Linked DNA regions of Mus musculus: region 1 is linked to region 2. A link is a contact called in public Hi-C data. All regions are on one chromosome and are shown on one strand. The core of a region is the stretch at or near the end of the contact, and the rest is flanking DNA. Distances in the headings are between cores, read along the strand shown. Region 1 holds the start of Dennd3 (DENN/MADD domain containing 3). Region 2 overlaps Ago2 (argonaute RISC catalytic subunit 2).

Region 1 (4,655 bases), core at 550-3,049, 350 kb before region 2:
AGTCCATCTCTAACTCTCCTTTCCCCCCTAATCCTGGACTGTTTTTTTTTTCTCCCCTCTCTTTGAAATTCCTAGCAGAGCACACAATGAGGCAAACTAGCCTGAAACTCCCCCCTCTCACCTGGGAGGTGCCACCGACTGCCTAATTCGGGAAAGTACCACTCTGAATCCCCCAGTTGACTAAGCCGGTTCTCAAAAATCATGCCTCACACCCAACAGGCAAGAACCATACTGCAAGACCCAGGGCACAAAGACACGGACAGATGCCCAGAGAGACCACAGTGAAACCAGGCCATTTCCGATTCTAAGAAGAAAAAAAAAAAAAAAAGGCAGTGCTGTTTGGTAAGTTAGAGGCACAAAGACAATGGAGGACACACTGGCATTTATAAGGGACATCAGAGAAGTGACAAATCATTTTCATAGGGACAAGGGCCATTTACTGGTCACATTCACTTAGGGAAGAAACTATCTAGGCTTTTTATTTTAATTTTTTTAGATTTATTTATTATCATATGTAAGTTCACTGTAGCTGTCTTTAGACACACGGAAGAGAGCAACATATCTCATTATGGATGATTGTTAGCCACCATGTGGTTGCTGGGATTTGAACTCAGGACCTTAGAAAGAGCAGTCAGTGCTCTTACCCGGGGAGCCACCTCACCAGCCCAAACTATCTAGGCTTTAACACTCATTCGGCTACTTTTACTGACGGTTAACTTTTCTTGTTTTGTCTCCACTACTCATCACATCGATATGCAACACTCAGATGATCTCTCCAGACACTTAACGGGATACTAGGGAAATCGCTGAGAAAATGGCAGTTCCCAATTATGCCGGGTTCAAAAGAAAAATTGAAGCACCAATGGATTGGGAGAAAACAACCTGGGTTCCAGAATAAAAAAACGAAAGAAAACACAGCGCAGAAATCAGGAGTATGAGATGTTCAGACGCCGCTGCTGTCTTTCCAGAGACAGGGAGCTGAATCTATCTTTGGTTCCTAGGCACAGACGGAGAGAAGGGAGGGACTGCACAGCAAGTGAAGAAAATGGCTATGCAGCAAGCTCGACTAAAAGTGGAATATTCAAAGCTGGTGGTTGACTCTAACACCTGAAACCTCACTATTCGGCACGGAGTACAGAACCCATCACTTAGGCAGTGAAGGGAACCATTTAGTCGCTACTGGGAGAGGATCTTGTCTAGTTGCCCGTGAACTCAGCAGATCCCCGCTGGGCCAGCACCTCGCCCCACATCCTGAGTGTGGAGGAACGCTTCAGTGCACAGAAGCCGGTCTGTACCACCACAAGCACCAAGTCCAAGCCGGCCGGTCCCGGAGGGAGGAAAGGCCAGCCGCCAGTTGCCCTATGAGCTGTGCTCATCCCTCACAGCTGGGACCTGACCCTGAGGCTTTGGCGCCGCAGCGGTGCGTAGCCTCTGAAGCCAGCCACACTCAAACCTGGCTGGCACCTCTCTGTCTCCCCCACCCCAACTCAGTTTCCCCTCTAACCCCTTACCTGCTCCAGGCCGCGGAGGCTGTCTTGAGAGGCGCCCAGCAGCGCGCACAACTCCAGCAGCCCCGAGGGCAGCGACAGGTGTCGCGCCGCGGGCTCCGCCATGACCTTCCCGCCACCCGCCTAGCACACTGCGCTCCGAGCCCTCGATTGTCGGGCCGGGGTGACGCGACTCAGAGGGCGCCGGCGCCCACAACCCAGACCCCAGCGGAGCACCCCTGCCCAAGCCTCCCCGCCTCTCTTGGGCTGGTTGCCAGCCAGCCGCGTCCGCGGAATGGGCGGGGCCTACGAGCAAATAGGAGGGGCGTGGCCTGTGTGTGTGTGTGGGGGGGGGGGGGGTCCGGTGTGGACGGGACCTAGGAGGCGGGGCCTGGATAGCGTGAACGAGCCTGGTCTGTGATTTGGCAGGGGCAGGACTTCTATGGAGGCGTGTCTGGCCGGACCTGCGTGGGTGTGGCCTCTTCGGGGTGGGAAGAAGGGGGTGCGGGCGGACTCTGCCGCCACACAAGCTCAGTCATTTCCTAAGCCCCTCTGCGGGTTTGGCCCCTCCTCCTGTCCCCCGGAATACGGAAGGAATGGGCGGCATCCCCAGGTGACCAGCCACGTCATCCAGCCCCGGAGGCTCTTCTCCAGAGGTCCACGCCCGCCCTCCCCCCCCCCCCAACAAGTAAGGGACAAAGGCCTGGTCTCCTGCCACCTCCAGGAAGCTCTCTTGTGCCAGGACGGGAAGTAGACCCTGTGGGTACCTGGAAGAACCGTCGGGAAGGGAGTGTGAAGATCCACTCCTGATGAGTAGCTTCACGGTTGACTGCAGGCCTCTGCAAGAACCTCGGTTAAATTTAGCATGAAATGGGCAAGGTGGAAGACCAATGAACTTTTCCAGGAATTATATATTATATATTAAAAAACAAAAACACTGAAGGAATGATCACTAGTAGCGTCAAATATTTGTCAAAACATCAGCCTAGAGTGACTAAACAAGTCTTGGGAGCAAAACCTGGGTAGGCTGGCTGGGGTAGGGGTGGGGAGCAGGACTCAGAAGCAGCCTAGCCAGCCTGTAGGCTGCCTGACCTCTGCAGCCCTCATCCCTTGTCCAGGAACCCAAAGGACGTGTTAATGTCACTGATATTAAAGTTTTATACCTGCTTATCTGACTCTTGCATTAGCTCATCTGAGATGGCCTCAGCTAGGCACAGACCTGAGCGGAGCAAGCCTCATAGGGATCCATCACAGACCGTGGGCCACTCTGTAAGCAATCAGAATCTTAATCAAAATCTACTGTGTCAACTATGTGTGTATATGGGCAGACCTAGCATCTATTGGCCTCTACTTCCTGTTTGTGGAATGTCCTGTGGAATGGAGGCCAGGACATTCAGTTGGCAGGGACCCTGTAAGGCTCAGGGTAGAGCAGATCTTATATCTGCTCTGTTCCTGACTGAGGTGGAAAGTCCACAGCCAGGCTCCAGAGTTCATCTTCTGTAAGCCTCCCTGTGCCAGAAAGTCCAGCCACATAATCTCCCAGGCTTCCTGGTTCTGTGCTTTTTAAATTAAATCCCCATAGGACTAGTGGTTTGCTTCTGTAATTGTAACAATTTGAAAGTGGGCAGAGGATCATAAAGGAATTTCAGGCCAGTACAGGCTACACAGCAGAAATAGATAAATAAAAGTCCCCATGACCCATGCTGCAGGTACTTTCCAAGTAAGTACCCACAAGAAACCTACCATGGGCCTAGGGTTTGTGGTCAAGCATGTACTTGCTTAGCATGTACCAGAGCCACAAGAGTCCTCTTCTGTTCCCAGGTACCTCAGAACATGCAGATTATGGAACTATACTGTGCACAAACAGATCTGGAAATGGCCTAGAAGTGGCATTAAGAAACTCCAATCACAGCTAGGTGGCAACGGTGCACACACCCTGTACTGGCTGGTTTTGTGTCAACTTGACACAGGCTGGAGTTATCACAGAGAAAGGAGCTTCAGTTGAGGAAATGCCTCCATGAGATCCAGCTGTAAGGCGTTTTCTCAATTAGTGATCAAGGGGGAAAGGCCCCTTGTGGGTGGGACCATCTCTGGGCTGGTAGTGTTGGGTTCTATAAGAAAGCAGGCTGAGCAAGCCAGGGGAAGCAAGCCAGTAAAGAACATCCCTCCATGGCTTCTGCATCAGCTCCTGCTTCCTGACCTGCTTGAGTTCCAGTCCTGACTTCCTTGGTGATAAGCAGCAGTATGGAAGTGTAAGCCGAATAAACCCTTTCCTCCCCAACTTGCTTCTTGGTCATGATGTTTGTGCAGGAATAGAAACTCTGACTAAGACACACCCTTAATCCAGCATTTGGGAGGCAGAGGCAGAGGCAGGTGAATCTCTGACTTTGAGGCCAGCCTGGTTCACAGATCAAGTTCCAGAATACTCAAAGCTACACAGAGAAACCCTGTCTCAGAAACAAAACAAAACAACAACCCTCCAATCACAACCAGACATGATAGCACACACTTTAACCCAGTATTTGGGAGGCAAAGGCAGGCAGATCTTTGAGTTTGAGGTCATTTTGGTCTAAATACTGAGTTCCAGGCTAGCCAATGCTGCCTAGTAAGAGCTTACCTCAAAAAAGAGAAAGAAGTTAGCCAATTATTCAAACAAAAACTTATGTGTCAAAAGATACTAGCAAGAGAGTACAAAAGACACTCAGACTGAGAGAAACACTGTAGTCTTTCTGAAGCAGCACAGGGTAGCTGTTGACCTAAGAGCCCTGCAGCCCAGGCCAGCAGAAAAGCCGGAATCCCAGCACAATTACCTGCTTAAAACCTCTCTCCTTTCCCAGCTGCAAACCTGAAACTTTCTAAGAATCTCACCAGAAACTGAGTTGACAGGAATGGAGTCCCACCGAGTGGCCGTGCAACCCTTGGTGGTCTTTGTCAGACTGTGATTCCACCTAACCCATGCACTGAGCCATCACATTACATTACTCATTGGAGGGAAGAGGAGGGGGGAAGGGGGCTCTTAGCTTTTGACGTGTAACTTGAGAGCCACCAAAATGGTCTCTATAACAAACACTAAGAGAAACTATGACTCTCTTGAGCCTGGATCTACACTAGGTATGTCTTGCTTTTCCATCTTTCTTTGAGGCCACACCCATGATCACAAGTGTGTCT
Region 2 (4,522 bases), core at 906-3,405:
GATATGTGCACCAGGCTGTGAGCATAGGATGCTGGTGAGAGAGGGTGGGCTGCAGCTTCCTGCTGGCCCCCTCAGCACGCAATCCCTGCCGTCCTCTTCATTGGGTCCTCGCCGGCTTCAGTTCTGTTAGCTGGGTAATCCCATTCTGTTCCATCTGGATTCCCTCATTGGCTGGCAAGTATTTGTAAGTATTAAGAACTACTTACACGTTGGGCACGGCAATTACAGGTCCAGCCTTTAGTTACAGCGTGGGAGGCAGAAAGAAGCAGGTAAATTCCTGTGAGTTCCGGACCAGTATGATCTACATGGCAAGTTCTAGGCCAGCCATCGCTACACAGTGAGACCTTGTCTCAAAACAAAATGAACAAAAACTACTTACAGATGTAGCATGGTGATGCATGTCTATTCACAACAACTCTGAGACTGAGACAGGAGAATGGCTATGAAGGGCAGCCTGAGCTACATGGTAGATTCTGCCTGAAATAGCAACAACAGACAGACAGACAGACAAAGTCCTTTCAAGCAATATGTAAATAGACATAAACACTAAGAAGAAGGAAGTCTAGCCAGCTCGGGGGCAGCCAGCATGTGGCTCTTTCCTCCCTACCTGCTGTGGTTGGGGTGGGTTGATTTATAAATGTCTAGTTACATGTTGTGTGTCTATTTTCATGTATGTATGTGCCAAGAGGCAGACTCCTTTCTGGAACCATAGTGGAACCATAGTGCTATGACCTGTGGCAGGTCATCAACTGTGCATTGGGGACTCGGGTGTCCCATATCGTTGAAAGTGTCCTTTCACTTGGGTTTGTTTAAGTCCGCATTGTACACACAAGAAACCTCCCCAGCTCTCCAGCAATCGAAGCTGGGAACTGAACTCAGGTCCTGGAAGTGCAGCTAATGTTCTAACTGCTGAGCCATCCCTCAGACACTGATTCCAGTTCTTAGAGATAACCTTCCAGCTGGGAGAGAGCTGCCCCATGCAGATACCACGTTGCCTAAAAGTTTCCCATTTCCCAGTGTACCTTGACCACAGCTTAAAGCCATCCCATTCTTCACTGTGCCTGTGTTTCTCGGGCATCTGGGCATTGGCCTGCCAAGTGACTCGGCTTTAGTTCTCTCTCTGTCTAGGTGGCTCCGCCTGTCTATGCAGTCGGTGCTCTGCTTCCCCCGCCCCCAAGCAGGTTTCTTTCACGTGTCCCTAAGGGCTGTCATTCGAGGGACATCACCCGAATTTGGAAGGAGTGATGATGTCCAGGGCTATAGCCCTCAAGCCCGAAGCTCCAGCATAGGTACAGCATGGGTGTGCCTCTCAAGCGCATCAATGAGAGGCCAGGAAATGGTTTGCCCGTGTGCTCCCCTTTACTGAGAGAGGCCCGAGCAAGCAGAGCCTTGGGAGCAGATGGAGTGGGATGAGAGTGGAATGCAGGAGCTACCCAGTGGGTCTGTGGTGTGTAGAGTCAAGGAGAGAAGTGATGAACACACAGAATCTAAACGTGTTAGGACACATTGCACACTCTGCAGTGGCTAAGGTGGTACATTTCTATGACTAACAGGAAAGAGGCCACCCTGACCAACCTGCCTTCAAACGGCCCATCTCTTCCACAGTGTGGACGCTTTTCACTGTGAGATGTGTTTGTAGCCAGCTGGTTCCTTGGTGACTTTGGGCTTCTGCCTTATGCTAAATGCAGCCACCTGAGCACCAGGGTCCCAGCCTCCACTCTCAGCTGGCCCCAGCTGGAGAGCTCGCCTGCTATTGTCATAGGCTAGTATTCGATAGAGATTGTCAGAGTCACGGGGAGAGCTCACAAGGCCCACCACGTAGGCTAGTATTCGATAGAGATTGTCAGAGTCACGGGGAGAGCTCACAAGGCCCACCACGAGTTGAAGAACCACAGGCAACTCATGACTGCCTCATGTCAGTTGTCAGGGATAAGCCCTCATAGGGTACCCAAGCCCAGGCAGTCAACCCCAAACACTTGTATATAAGTAAGCAGCAACAAATGGGCTTAGCAGGCTGTGTGTGTGTGTGTGGCTGAATTTTAGGAGTTGGGACACATGAATTGGAGTGGAAAGAGGATGTGGTAACATGATGTAAATATAGTACTCGTATGAAATTGTGAAGATGTGCCTCTGATAGAGCCAACTGGGGGAACTCCATAACAGTCCTTTAAAGGACAGCAACCAGGCCCTACTTCCTGTGCAGCCCAGAATGGAAGCCACCTGCATCTAGGACTGCTGTTCTTCAGTGTTCTGAAGAATGAGGGAACAGCTTTAATTTATTTTAAATTGCAAGCCTGTCTATCCTTAGGAAGAAATCGATTAAAGGAGCCAAACAGCCCCGTGGATTGTATCTGCTTGATTTCAACAATTTACTCCTTAATTAATTATTCTGACTAGGAAAAAAAATTTTCCCTCTATGGGATGCCAGTATTTAGAAGTGACATTTCAAATAGCTGGTGAGAAAATTGGGGACGTTTTCTGGTTTCTGTCACTTGTTAAATTTGCTTTTAAGCTGCTCCTCTGGGGGCTGTATTAGGTCCAAGCTGGGATCTTAAAGTGAAGTTTTCCATCTGCAGCATCCACTGAGTGACAGGTGTGGCGGTGCTCTGGCGCTAAGGGAAGCCTCACTCCTGGACAAAGCCAAGGCTAGAGTGATTTTTCAGTGTTTTACATGTGGCAGGAAGAACATTCTGAATGCTGCCTGGAGGGAATATTGTGGATATGTGTCTCACTGTTCTGGGTATGAATATCTCAACGTGACGATTGAGAAGGTATTTCTGTCTCTTATAATTTAAGACAAATGTGAGCATTTTCTTGCAGTTGAAATCCTCCTAAAAGCTGGGCAGTGGTGGCGCACACCTTTAGTCCCAGCACTTGGGAGGCAGAGGCAGGCGGATTTCTGAGTTCGAGGCCAGCTTATTCTACAGAGTGAGTTCCAGAACAGCCAGGGCTACACAGAGAAACCCTGTCTCGAAAAACACAACAACAACAACAACAAAAATTCAAGCTGGGCAGAAATCCTCCTAAAACAAGATACTGTACTTGTGTTTCGCTGACAGTTACATAGCAGCCAACCTGGCTCACCTAGGATCTTGGATGGTCCTGCTGGACTCTGGAGTGTTGTAGAAGCTCTTTGTCCCGAGCAGAAGTAGCATGTTCTCTATGCAATTTCAGCATTGATTTCCCTCTAAGCAAGGACTCGCCTGTGTCTGTAGAAGCGGTGGCCTCAGAGGGATGCACAGCACAGGGCAAGGCAGGTGAAGCCACCATAACAGGAGTCCCACTCGTGTTTCCTTCCTGTCAGAACTGGGGGTTGAACCCAGAGCCTGTGCATGTTAGGTGAGCACTCTACTGACTGAGCTACAGACCCAGCCTTGCTGATTTCTCCTGCACAAAAGGTACAGGCTCGTCTTCTGCTCTAGGCAGCTGCTCACAGATTGAACTGCAGTGCCTTCAGCCTGGAGGGAAGGAGGTTTGTGTGTGTCCGTCCTGTGGCTCTCCACAGCTGGCCTTCTGCCTGCCTTCTTCCTAACCACTGAGAAGAACTTGAATACATTCAGCACATTTTTGACTCCCTTTGGTATTTTAAGTGTGGAAGGCAAAATGGAAGAGCCAGTGGTGGTGTCTACATTTTGGCCCCATGACAGGCACACGGTGGGGTCCGTGGGGCTGTTTATCATGGGGTCTTGGTGACTCAGTGACACAGATTCCAAGACCTTGCCTGTTGGGAAAGCAGGTGGTGGGAGTTGGAGCTGGCCAGTGTAGATGTCACTCAGGCTTTGGCTGGGCACTTAAGTGGGAGCACAGAGCAGGCCACTGAGAAATTCAAGTTACCTGGGCCCCAAGTGGTCCAAATATATGGAGCATTCGAGACCATGTGGCTGGAGAAGGTCCTGGCTGTATTGGGGCAGCGCTGCCTGTTGGGACACAGCCCTACAGATTCTGGGTTCTAAGGATGGAGGTAGGAGAAGAAGCTGAAGGACAATGCCTGGCAATGGGTCCTGGCTGTGCCAGATGCTATGGCTGTGATCTTAGGGTTTTATTGCTATCAAGAGATACTATGACCATGGCAACTCTTCTAAAGGACAACATTTAATTGAGGCTGACTTACAGTTTCAGAGGTTCAATCCATTATCATCATGGTGGGAAGCATGGCAGCATGAGGGCAGACTTGGTGCTGGAGGAGCCAAGAGTTCTACATCTTGATTTGAAGAATGCAGTCAGGAGAATGGATCTGTTTCCCACTGGGCCAAGCTTGAGTATTTAAGACCTTAAAGTCCCACCTCCAAAGTGACATGCTTCCTCCAACAAGGCCAGGCCATACTGCCTCTAATAAAGTCACACCTTCTAAATAGTGCCGCTTCCCATGGGCCAAGCATATTCAAATCACCACAGCTGACTTGAGTGGATAGGGGGTTACATGAGGAACTAGCTTACTTACTGCAAGAGCACCTCTGTTCATGTCACGGGCTGGGAGCGCAAGAGTGGATTAGCAGACAGGGAAGCATAGACAGGTGATAAG

Evidence for each region. A called contact is a pair of places that touch in the nucleus more often than the background predicts.
Region 1: a Hi-C map of B cells shows a contact between it and region 2, with 5 read pairs. The contact joins the promoter of Dennd3 here to the enhancer-like site in region 2. A contact is called at or near these places in 1 of 484 Hi-C or Micro-C datasets (B cells), 2 of 115 datasets of contacts at active chromatin or transcription factors (bone marrow-derived dendritic cells and pancreatic cancer cells) and 1 of 9 other capture datasets (liver).

Annotation. Positions count from the first base shown.
Region 1 is chr15:73,509,704-73,514,358 of GRCm38.p6, reverse strand. Dennd3 (DENN/MADD domain containing 3) reads right to left here and starts at 1,799. Exons shown (of 23, transcript NM_001081066.1): 1 at 1,512-1,799. The coding sequence starts at 1,613.
Region 2 is chr15:73,159,719-73,164,240 of GRCm38.p6, reverse strand. The region is part of intron 1 of Ago2 (argonaute RISC catalytic subunit 2); the gene reads left to right. Among named protein-coding and RNA genes, the nearest start is that of Ago2, 23 kb to the left of the region's middle. Within about 2 kb of position 2,155, at least 94 of the 459 cell types and tissues checked have an H3K27ac peak or open chromatin away from gene starts, as enhancers often do. A contact at or near this core is called in B cells, where this site is marked.